2 separate regions of the Ovis aries genome follow, and region 2 is linked to region 1. A link is a contact called in public Hi-C data. All regions are on one chromosome and are shown on one strand. The core of a region is the stretch at or near the end of the contact, and the rest is flanking DNA. Distances in the headings are between cores, read along the strand shown. Region 1 overlaps SCRG1 (stimulator of chondrogenesis 1). Region 2 holds the start of HMGB2 (high mobility group box 2).

Region 1 (5,786 bases), core at 270-2,769:
AATCCCCGGTCCAGGAAGATTCCACATGCAGTGGAGTAACTAAGCCCATGGGCCACAACTACCAAGCCCATGCGCTGTAACCACTGAAGCCCACGTGCCTCAAACCTGTGTTCTGCAACAAGAGAAGTCACAGCAACAAGAAGCCCACGAACAGCAATCAGAGGGTAACCCTTGCTCACTGCAACTAGAGAAAAGCCTGCACAGTAAAAATAAAAATAAATAAATGAATAAATAAAATTATAAAAAGAAAAATAAATAAAAAGAATCGGTAAGGTGGTAAATTGTATATTATATGTACTTTACACACATACATACAACTGTAAAAAAGAATAGCATAACTATTTAAAAACAAACAAAAATAACCCTTAGCAGTTTCTTAAGCCTTCTATATGCCAACATGTCCACAGAGCACAGCAGAAGGAGCAGTGACTTTGGGGTCAGATGGGCCTGGTTTGAAATCTGAAAATCCTGCTCTACTATATAGTCAAAGCTATGATTTTTCCAATAGTCATGTACAGATGTGAGAGTTGGACCATAAAGAAGGCTGAAGAATTGATGCTTTCAAACTGTGCTGTGGCAGAAGACTCTTGAGAGTCCCTTGGACTGCAAGGAGATCAAACCAGTCAATCCTAAAGGAAATCAATCCTGAATATTCATTGGAAGAAGTGATGCTGAGGCTCCAATACTTTGGGCACCTGATGTGGAGGGCAATTCACTGGAAAAGACCCTGATGCTGGAAAGATTGAAGGCAGGAGGAGAAGGGGGCGACAGAGGATGAGATGATTGGATGGTAGCATCTACTCAATGGACATGAGTTTGAGCAAGCTCGGGGAGACAGTGAAGGACAGTCCATGGGATCACAAAGAGTCAGACGTGACTGAGCAACTGAACAACAACTATATTAACACCTCAGGTTAAAGCGTCTGCCTGCAATGCAGGAGACCTGGGTTCAGTCCCTGGGTCAGGAAGAACCCCTGGAGAAGGAAATGGCAACCCACTCCAGTATTCTTGCCTGGAGAATCCCATGGACGGAGGAGCCTGGTGGGCTACAGTCCACGGGGTCACAAAGAGTCAGACACGACTGAGCAACTTCACTCTCTTCTCCTGTATAAAACTGAGCAGAAGAGAGCATGTTTTTTCAGCTTTGAAGGTACTCTACTGCCTGGAGAAAGTTACTTAATCTCTCTGCATCTCAATTCCACCCTTAACATATGGAATATAATATCAGTCTCACAGTTTAGCCATGAGAAGTAAAGATAAGGTGGTTAAATGTAAGTTCTTGTTCCCTTTAAACACAAGGCTGTTAGGATGCCCATGTATGAATCTATCAGACAAGCTCAGCATCAGCAGAGATACATATAAGGCTATGGCTTTCTGTGGGTACTTTTTGCAAGAACCGTTGAGCTCTTATGATATGAAATATTAAAAAATCAAATATATTAAGCTGGCCTATAGCTTGATACTAGGGATATTCACTGGTTCACAATAAACAAAGAGGAAGGAGGAGTTACACAATGCATCTCTGTTCTAATTACTCAATCACTACTCAACTGAAACCTTGCTTCATAAGAGCTTAGCCACAGCCTCTGGGAGCAATAAACATCCTGCATTGCAAACCCCATTTTGCCATCTCACAGAACCTCCATAAATCTCAGTTGCAAGTGAAGGTATCTCTTATTTTATCTATGTAGCAACTATTTCAAGGTCATTTTTACAACAGTCATCACTATTAGTCCTCTGGCCAACTCTCCCAGTCAGGGAAAGAAGACATTAATATGCAATGCTGGTATTTCTATTTTGCATTTAGGGCCTCCCTGGTGGTTCAGTACTAAAGAGTCCGTCTGCCAATGCAGGAGATATCCATTCAGTCCCTGGGTGGGGAAGATCTCCTGGAGAAGGAAACGAAAACCCAGTCCAGTCTTCTTGCCTGGAGAATTCCATGGACAGAGGAGCCTGGCAGGCTACAGTCCATGAGGTCCCAAAGAGTCGGACATGACTTAGCAACTAAACACTGAACAACCACCTCTGCAGAGAGTATTAGATAAGCAGTGGTGGATTCCCATTGCAGGTCTCCCCTTTTCTAAACAGACCCAGATTATCTGTCTACCACACCTCCAACCACATTAACCCCAGACAGGGTTTCTTCAGATGAAACACAACACAGTTCTGCTCTGTTCATATTCAGTCATTTTCCTGAGCCTGTGCCTGGCTCATCCTAACCGTTCCCCGTCTTCTCAGCGTGTCATGACAGGCTCTCAGCAAGAGTGGACTGCAGGGTCTCGTCCCTTATGTCCTGATTCTTATTGCTTCCACTGATGGAGTGACTTTCCAGGTCTGGGAACACTTTCCTATGTGTGTGACAAGTTCCCGCAGCCTTCCTGGAGCAGGACGATGCCTCTCGCTGCCTGGCTCAGAACCAGTGACTCTGCTCATCTGTGGCATGCCCTGTGATGTGTTGTATTTATTCTGCCTGTGCACATTCCTGCCTTCCTAGAGGGAGACGTGAATAAACCACCCGGCCTTTCCCCGCAAGAAAGTAATTTTTTCACCTTAGGTGGGCCATCTGTTTCTCTGATCACAGCTCTGCTTTGACTTGATTTGAATACATCTTGTCCCAGGCGTTTTGCCAGCTGTACCAAAAGAAAAAAAAAAGCTGTAGGCTCCAGGAAATGGAGCAACTAAAAGTGGTTTCCCTGTAATGTCAGGTCACTCTTTCTTTCTGAAATGCAACTTATGGAATTAACCTAAAGGAAATTGTGCATCACTCTCCGTAGGGGTGGTTTGCAGAGTGGCAGGAGGCCCTGATAACAACCAACCATGAATTTCCTAAGTCTCAGTCTCACTGAGGTATGTCGCTAGATTTAGCACTGTCCCTATAAATGGAGAGGAAAACTGGGTGCTTGCACTGGACCCCAAACAGAGGCCCCCTAAGCTAAAGGTTCTCCTCAACACCAGACGCAGACCCAGTCCACACATGCAGTTTCAGTATTCATTTCTCAGTCTCACTCAAATGACTGCTCCTTTCCTTTTTTTTTTTTTTTTGTATTTAACTTTTTACTTTATATTGGAGTATAGTCAATTAACAATGTTGTGATAGCTTCAGGTGGACAGCAAAGGAGCTCATCAAATGGCTGATTCTGGTGCTCAGGTGTGTTAAGAAAATTTTCCTTAAACCATTTGGAATTAAAGATCTCTTCTTAAGTGCCCAAGCTATTGGGGAAAAAGTATTACCCAGGGCAGAGTGTCAAAATATTCAGGCTGCATAGCAAAATAAATATTCAAGAAAATGAAATGACATCCTATATAATGGGAAAAATATTTACAAATCTTATGTCTAGTAGGGGGTTGATAGCTAAAATATATAAAGAATTTATTCTAAAATCCTATAGGAAATCATCCCTGAATATTCATGGGAAGGACTGATGCTGAAGCTGAAGCTCTAATGCTTTGGCCACCTGATTCAAAGAGATGACTCACTGGAAAAGACCCCAATGCTGGGAAAGATTGAGGGCAGGAGGAGAAGGAGGGAACAGAGGATGAGATGGCTGGATGGCATCACCGACTCAATGGACATGAGTTTTCGCAAACTCCAGGACACAGCAAAGGACAGGGAAGCCTGGGGTGCTGCAGTCCATGGGGTCACAAAGAGTCAGACATGACTTAGTGACTGAACAACAATAAAGAATTCATACAACTAAATAGCCAACAAACAAACAAACAATCCAATTTAAAAATGGGCCAATTCTACTTTTGGTTTATTTAAAATGGACCTACCATATGATCCAGCAATTTTACTTCTGGAAATATAACGGAAGGAAATGAAAACACTACATTGAAGAGATACCCATGTTCATAGCAGCACTGCTCACAACAGCCAAAACATGGAAACAACTGAAGTGAACACTGATAAATAAATGGGTGAAGAAGCTGCAGTCTATATATATACACACACACAACGGAATATTCAGCCATAAGAAAGAAGGAAATTCTGCCATTTGCAAGATGTGAATAGAACTTGAGGGCATTGTGCTAAGTGAAATAAGTCAGACACAGAAAGACAAATACTGTATGCCCTCAATTACACGGGGAATCTTGAAAAGAAAAACTGCATTGAAAAAGAGATCAGATGTGTGGTTACCAAAGGCAAGGCGTGAGAAGAAGACGGGGCCTTGAGCTACTCAGAAGGGACAAGACCATGGCTGATATCCAGCCCTATGCACTGGCACAGTGTTCCTGCAGGTTAACACACAGAACCACGGCCCTGAGGGCTGATAAACAGCTGAGGTTAGACCACATATCACTGGATGACCATCTAAGGCCACCCTGCAGGTGGTAATGGACTTGGGATACTGGTCCATGAGCCAAGCAGCTCAAGGTTGGTAGCTGCATGGACACAGACCCTGTGGGCCCTCAGGAGGGGCCCGGGTGGGCAGGAGGTCAGTGGGGGACACCACTGCAGGTGGGGACGGAAGCAAAGGGGCTCCAGGTACAGGCTCCATGAGCTGTAATTTTTTTAAAAGATTTTTTTGATGTGGACCATCTTAAAAGTCTTCACTGAATTTTTTACAATATTGTTTCTGTTTTATGGTTTGGTTTTCTGGGCCAAGAGACATGTGGGATCTTAGCTTCCTGACCAGCGGGTCAAACCTGCACCCTCTGCTTTGAAAAATGAAGTTTTGACCACTGGACCACCAGGGAAGTCCCCATCCAGAAATTTCTAAACATCAATAAGAGACTTAGAAATAATTAGAATGATTTGGTGGCCATTTTCTTATATCACAGCATAAGTAGCTTCAGGATGAGTTTAGTTTAGAGAATACACAGGGAAAATTTAATTTCTTACTTATATAATGATTTACTGAAATACATTTGTTTATAAAATGTATTTTGCCACGTAAGTGGTTAAATACTCTGCACATCATTGTTAGACTGGGCAGCAGTAAGCTGGGGGATAGCGACTCAGCCGGTGGAGCCTGTAAAGGCTTCACTGAACCCCTGCTTCCCACCATCCTGGAATGACCAGACTTGGGCAGATACGGGTTTCGTTTGATTGACAAGCGAAATGTCATTTTCCATCTGTGGCTGAGGACTGGGCCCACCACATCCAATCAGGAGTTCCCAGCCACTGCTGCTCTCCTGAACCTTCCAAAGGGTCTGACCTGCTGTGCAAGTACAGACTCTGCAAAGGAAATGCCGGGTTAGGTTTCTAGTGACTTTGCCAGGACACAGAGGGCCAGGAGTTCTGTTTAACACATAGCTAGTGAGCATCTAAATCAGGCCAGGCAGAGTCTGGGCACTAAGGATGCACAACATCAGAAAGGACAAAAAACCCTACACCCGGAGCCAATGAGGAATTGTAGGTGGTCCTTATTCAAAGGCCGAGGATGGATAGACTGAGCCCAGGAGAAGCCTCTGACCTCAAGTCAGCACCCTCTGCTCTGTCCTCCTCGGGCTGGAATATGAGAACACGGTGATTAATTCCACAGAACGGTGGGGCTGATCTACCCTGAGACGGGTAAGCATCATAAGGACAGGCTCCAGGAAAGAACTCCTGCCATACGTTGACTGCTCCTTTGCCACAATTTAGTATCTAAAATTCTGCCATTCAAAAAGCATTTTCCAACAGCTGTTCCTTAGAATCTCATCACTCAAGATTCCTAGTTAAAAATATTTTTTCAGCTGTTAAACAAATTTGGCAAACACTTGAGCTCTTGGTGAGTCACAATGAACTGGCATACTAATCTGTAGGACCTCCATTGATTTTGGATTCAAAATTTGGGCATCTC
Region 2 (6,176 bases), core at 2,300-4,799, 75 kb after region 1:
TTGTGTGTGTGAGGGGGAGATACAAAAAATGTATATATTGCCCTTTCCTCAAGGTTTTCTAGTCTGATTTGATGATTAAATTATGAAAAATACACATTTTTAGGATAAGTGACTGAGTAAATGACATGAATTTCAATAGGTAGTACAACCCAGAACACTTCTACACAATCCTGCCAGGTTGGCATTGCTATAGATAAATTCCAGTTTCTCTATAGAACAGCTATTTATACTTATAGGATAGGGGACAAACTTTCCAAACAGCTTTGATCTTAGCTCATAATTAATTTACTGCTAAAGATTTTCACTGTTTACAGTTTGTGAGATGCTGAATTCAGGCAAAGTTTGGCAAATAAAGTGATATACTGGAATCATCTAGTGGAAAAAGCCCTGGTAAGATCATTTTACCAGAAGACTAAGATGACTGAACAGTAATGTATAATCCGAAGTTTGTTCTATATATTTTAGTACATTTGAGTAGCTGTAAAATTCATCAAATACTGTTCTGAAATAACTGGGCTCACACTTGTTGGTACTTATAACCAAAGGATTTCCTGGAACCAAGATATTTATCTTTTAATATTAATTATAATCTCTTAACCACCTAACAATTGTTAATATTAAAATATTCCTCATATTATGATCACATTGATGAGGAAGTTGCAACCCACTCCAGTATTCTTGCCTGGGAAATCCCAAGGATAGAAGAGCCTGGCAGGCTACACTCCATGGAGTCTTAAAAGAGCTGGACACAACTTAGCGACTAAACAACACACACACATAGTGAAGGAAATGACAACCCACTCCAGTATTCTTGCTTGGAAAATCCCATGGACAGAGGAGCCTGGCAGGCTACCGTCCACAGGGTCGCAAAAGTCCGACACAACTGAAGCAACTTAGCATAGCATGGTTACATACTCACAGAATTATAGAGATTGTCCCCCAAATGTCACTTTACTGTCAACTGAAAGTCTAGAAATGTTAAATGTACCATTCAAAATCACAGCCCTTGTTGGACTGTAATTTATTCATTAAAAAAAATTAAAAAACATAAACACTTTCCTCTTTATGATCTTTTAGAAAGATGCCAGTATTCTAAAAAAAATCAAATCTGGAAAATTAGTTTTGGAATATACAAAATTGATGTTTCTGAAAAGAAATGGCTTTAAAGTTGACCACCTTTTCTTTAGAAATACAATCTTATTTTCCCATTTACAGCCATTGCAGGATTAGAAGCAAAATGAGAAACATCTTTAGTACTATCTCTTCAGAGGACATTTCAGTTTTCTGATAAAATTACAATAGTTCGACTAATGGCATAGTGAATATATGCTAAGTAATGCATAATAGTGAACTAGGCCTTTTGTATATTTAATCCATTCTTTCTAAACATTTGGGATTAAGATTTTTGTGTGTGTGATCCAACTCATCATCTGATGCACTTGCTCAGTTGCTTAGTCTGATCCCACTCTTTGTGACTCTATGTGGCCTGCCAGGGCCTCTGTTCATACCAGATTCTCTATATAGTTTCTATTAAAAAAAACTGCTATAACCAACCACTGTCTAGATCTCACTCAAACCTTATTTATGACTTCATTGTGCATCTCAATGTTACTTTTAGATCAGGAAGTACAGCAGAGTGAAGACTTACATGGAGCGTAAAAGTAGACTAAATATAGAAATGTTTTCCTGTTCTTTGCTGTGATGGAATAAAGAATGGAAACTGGTGTCAGCAGGGTTGGCTCCTTCTGATGGTTTTAAGGGAGATCTATTGCAGACCCTTTCCTTAGCTTGTAGATGGCCATCCTCTCCGTGTTTTTTTCACATCATCTTACCGCCATGCCTAACTCTATGGCCAAACTTAACCTTTCTTCTTACAAGGATACTAGTCATATTAGATTAGGGGTCCACCCAGTTCCAGTATGACCTCATCGTAACTAATTACGTTTGCAGTGACCCTATTGTCAAATAAAATCAGTTACAATTGTGCTATAAAAACACACAAAAATTCAAATAAAAAAATCATAATTATTCAAATAGCAACAAAAAGATCATTAATGCCTTAGTTTTCAAATTTATTTTTAAACTCAGTAATACTAAGTACATGCATAACATTGTGCAACTAACATCCATTTCCGTTTTCAAAAACCTAGTTTTTATTAATAAATCTAGATAAATAGCTGCCGGAACTGAGGTTCAACCGAGCCGAATAACAGTATACAAACCAAATAGGAGTACGCAGTCTAACAAATGCCAGCGAAGTTACTGAGTATTTAAAATCTGTTGAAACCAACTGTCACTGTAACATATGCGCCAACAGGAAAAATAACCCTCCAAGTTAAATACAACACAGAAATAGCTTAAGATGTCAGTCAACGTCCTCCTACCCCGGGAAGGGCGACTGGTGACCCCTGGAAGCAGTAAGTTAAGGTCGCTCCGATGCGCTCGCACGCGCTTGTACCAGAAACTAAAACGAAGGTTCTTAACTTGCGCTTGGAGAACCCTTGAAACGACAGGGCACGCTTAAATGCGGTGGGGGGTGCAGAGCGTTCACGAGATTTTCGACAGGAAGGTTTTAAAAACGACCGCATTGCAGGGACCGGACAGGGACCATCGCGGTGACAGCGAGCGGGCCTTAAGGCCAGGGTCGCAAGGCTTAGAACCCTCCGCGGAGCGATCGGGTGAGGGGTTATGAGTGAAGGACGGAGGCGAGGTGTGGACCTAGCCCCGGGTTCGCGGTCTGGGAACTAGGCCCGGGTGCAGGGGCGGGGCCGGGAAGACACCGCCTACCGGCGGCCCTGTTTACCCCGGAATAAGACGCCCAGACAAAGGGAGAGGGAAGAGGGGTCCCGCAGGGACTTCACAGGCGGGGCTATAGCCCCGAACGTTTCCCCCCACCCCTCCTCGGTCCGCGTCACCCGTCTTCCTCTGGTCCTACCCAAGCCTCTGCGACACCTGGCGGGGCTGGCCGTTGGCCGCAGCGCACGCTCCTCAACCTGCCCATTTGTTATTCTCTGGATGGGGCGGCGACCACCGAGCCGGGAGCCAGGGCTGCGGGCCGCGCTGGGGCGGGGGACAAACAGGACCAGGGCAGCCGTCGGGGCCAGCAGGGACGTTACTTCTGCCGCCTCAGCGCCAGCAAACCAAGTGCCGCGAACCCGGAAGACCTGCCCTGCGGCTAGCTACTGGGAATTTTTAAATCCGGCTGGGTTTACCCCGCGGGCCAGCCACGCCCCCCGCCGCCTGCCTCAGCCAGTCAGCGCCAGGCCCGCCATTTTTCAAACCCTCTGCTGGCCGCCAATCAGGATCGAGTAGCACATTCCTCTCCTGACCGGTTCTAACGGGTCTGGGAGTTAACGACCCGGGCGACCCACCGAACCTGCTAGGCTGCGGCCGGGGGGACGGACCTGGCGCCATAATGACCAATAGAAAGCCGTCTTGGTGAGGGGGCGGGGCCTCCTCGAGTTTGAATAATCCCCAGGGCCAATCGGAGCGGCGGGGGTGTGGTCTGTGACCCGGCTCGTCAAGTTGCAGTGGCGCGGAGAAGTCTGCAAAACAAGAGGCGGAGGATTGCGTTAGCGACGAACCAGTTCACGCCGGAGCCAGGGCGGCAGCGTAGCGGTCAGAAGCGGCCGCTGCGCGGAACTCTGAGGAAAATCTCTCACCAGGCAAGAGCCCGCTCCGGGCCCCGGGTGCGCGGTCGGCTGGCCTCCTTCCGTCACGGCTTGCTGGGGCGCCGCTGCTGCTGGGGGCGAGCCCCGCTGCTGGTTTCCGGGTGCGGGCCTGACGGGCCGGGCTGCGGAGGCGCGGAGCTCGGCTGGGCCCGTCTCCGGAGTCTTTGAACGCGGGGCGCGAGGCGGCAGCTGGGGACGCGGCTCGCGGCGTGGAAGCCCGGGGCTTTCCTGTCAGGAAGGGCTAGGCTGGGGCGGGCGGCAGGCCCGCGAGTGTGGCAGGGGGGAGGGCGCGGGCGTTTGGGCGGGAAGCAGCCCCGCCCGCCAGCGCTCGACCGCTCTCCCGCCAGGTGGACAGGCAGCCTCCGCCGCAGCAGCAGCATCATGGGGAAGGGCGACCCCAACAAGCCGCGGGGCAAGATGTCTTCGTACGCCTTCTTCGTGCAGACCTGCCGCGAGGAGCACAAGAAGAAGCACCCCGACTCCTCAGTCAATTTCGCAGAGTTTTCCAAGAAATGTTCCGAGAGATGGAAGGTGAGCCGGGGCGCCTGGGGGCCTCACGCGGGCGGGTGGCCGTGACTTTGAACTTCCCCTCGCGACTGACGCGCACGCCTGTTCTATTACGAGTTTGAAGTACAGGACTTAGGGTGCTTGTTTATTTTAAGGTGACTGAGGCAAAACGGTCCTTACTGAGGAAAACCGGGAGCTAAAGAGGATCACACTTTTTTGGAGACGGATACGGGTTTCGAGTCCTGCTATATATTTACTATTCTTTCTATGCTTACAGACCATGTCGGCCAAGGAAAAGTCCAAGTTCGAAGACATGGCAAAAAGTGACAAAGCTCGCTACGACAGGGAGATGAAAAATTATGTCCCTCCTAAAGGTGACAAGAAGGGAAAGAAAAAAGATCCCAACGCTCCGAAAAGGCCTCCGTAAGTGTCTTTTAAAACCAACCGAATTGCCTCCCCCCCCCTCCATTTTTTTTCATTCAAGTTATTACAACTCTGTTCCTTCCTTTCAGATCTGCCTTCTTCCTGTTTTGCTCCGAACATCGCCCAAAGATCAAAAGTGAACACCCTGGCTTATCCATTGGGGATACTGCAAAAAAACTGGGTGAAATGTGGTCTGAGCAGTCAGCCAAAGATAAACAGCCGTATGAACAGAAAGCAGCTAAGCTAAAGGAGAAATACGAAAAGGTGTGTTGTCCTCACTTTTTTTTTTTAAGCCAGTGTGAAATCCAGTAGATATTTTCTAAATCAGTATGTTAGAAATAGAAACTGTAGAAATTTGGGAGCTATATACATAGTTCTGTGTTAATGGTTTTCAGTTTTGTTTTGAAAAGGTCTAGTGAGAATTGTACACTTAGGCAACGCAAGCTAATTGAAACTTTTCTTTTGACCGAAACCAATGTCTGTAGCATTGGTAGGTTGGTGCATTCAGACTCATTTGTAGTAAAATAGGTCTCTTAGTTGAAAAGACTGGAGGGCCAAATGTTTTATGTAGATGTATCTAAGATGTGAAGTTAGGGGGTGGGGGCTGTGTGAGATTAACAGATAATGGTAGTGAAGTACTGACATCAGTCTAATACACCCCAGTAGTTAGCTTTCTAAGATCTATGGGGATCAAATGCTCTCAAAACCCGAGTTTTAGACTATCATTGGGGTTATTGGCCAATAATCGCAGATTGTTTACAACTTGGTGGTTTTCAAGGTTGGGTAATGACACCGGATGCTGATTTTATTTTTTTTAACTATTTCAGGATATTGCTGCATACCGTGCCAAGGGCAAGAGTGAAGCGGGAAAAAAGGGCCCTGGCAGGCCGACAGGCTCCAAGAAGAAAAATGAACCAGAAGATGAGGAGGAAGAGGAGGAGGAAGAAGATGAAGATGAGGAGGAGGAGGAGGAAGACGAGGAATAAATGGCTATCTTGTAATGATGTGTGTGGAGTGTGTGTGTGTGCTCAGGCAATTGTTTTGCTAAGAATGTGAATTCAAGTGCAGCTCAATATTAGCTTCAGTATAAAAACTGTACAGATTTTTGTATAGCTGATAAGATTCTTTGTAGAGAAAATACTTTTTTATAAATGCAAGTTGTGGCTTTTGAGGGGCTACTACATACAGTTAGAGTTTCAAGCTTCTGATGTTAAATGTTTCTAAATATTTAATGGTTTCTTTAATTTCTTGACTTGTGTATGGTAGCACAGCAAACTCATAGAAATTAGCATCAATAGCAACTTTTGGGTTTTCTAGAATGAGAATGTTGCGTTTTGTTTTTTTAAAAAAATTTTGTAATAAAATTATATATATTATTCCTATTGTTCTTGTCTTATATGCTAAATTAGCTTTTACTTTCATGGTCTGGAGCCATATCACTTTTTTTGTCTTTCTGCCTAATAGTTCTTAGACATGGTTGATTTAGTAAAATGTTTTGTTAAAAGTCAAACATGCCAATATTCATATTTACACAGAGTGTTCTTTAAAAATCAATTCTGGAATTTAATGAACTTT

The links. A called contact is a pair of places that touch in the nucleus more often than the background predicts.
Region 2: a contact with region 1 is called in a Hi-C map of mixed tissues, with 3 times the contacts expected there. The contact joins the promoter of HMGB2 here to the enhancer-like site in region 1. A contact is called at or near these places in 10 of 16 Hi-C or Micro-C datasets (blood, hypothalamus, liver and 6 more).

Annotation. Positions count from the first base shown.
Region 1 is chr2:107,324,557-107,330,342 of ARS-UI_Ramb_v3.0, forward strand. All of the region lies in intron 1 of SCRG1 (stimulator of chondrogenesis 1), which reads left to right. Among named protein-coding and RNA genes, the nearest start is that of SAP30, 48 kb to the right of the region's middle. Within about 2 kb of position 1,520, at least 13 of the 54 cell types and tissues checked have an H3K27ac peak or open chromatin away from gene starts, as enhancers often do. A contact at or near this core is called in hypothalamus, where this site is marked.
Region 2 is chr2:107,397,325-107,403,500 of ARS-UI_Ramb_v3.0, forward strand. HMGB2 (high mobility group box 2) reads left to right here and starts at 3,550. Exons shown (of 5, transcript XM_015093279.4): 1 at 3,550-3,665; 2 at 4,019-4,202; 3 at 4,456-4,601; 4 at 4,691-4,865; 5 at 5,429-5,977. The coding sequence starts at 4,053. The coding sequence ends at 5,587.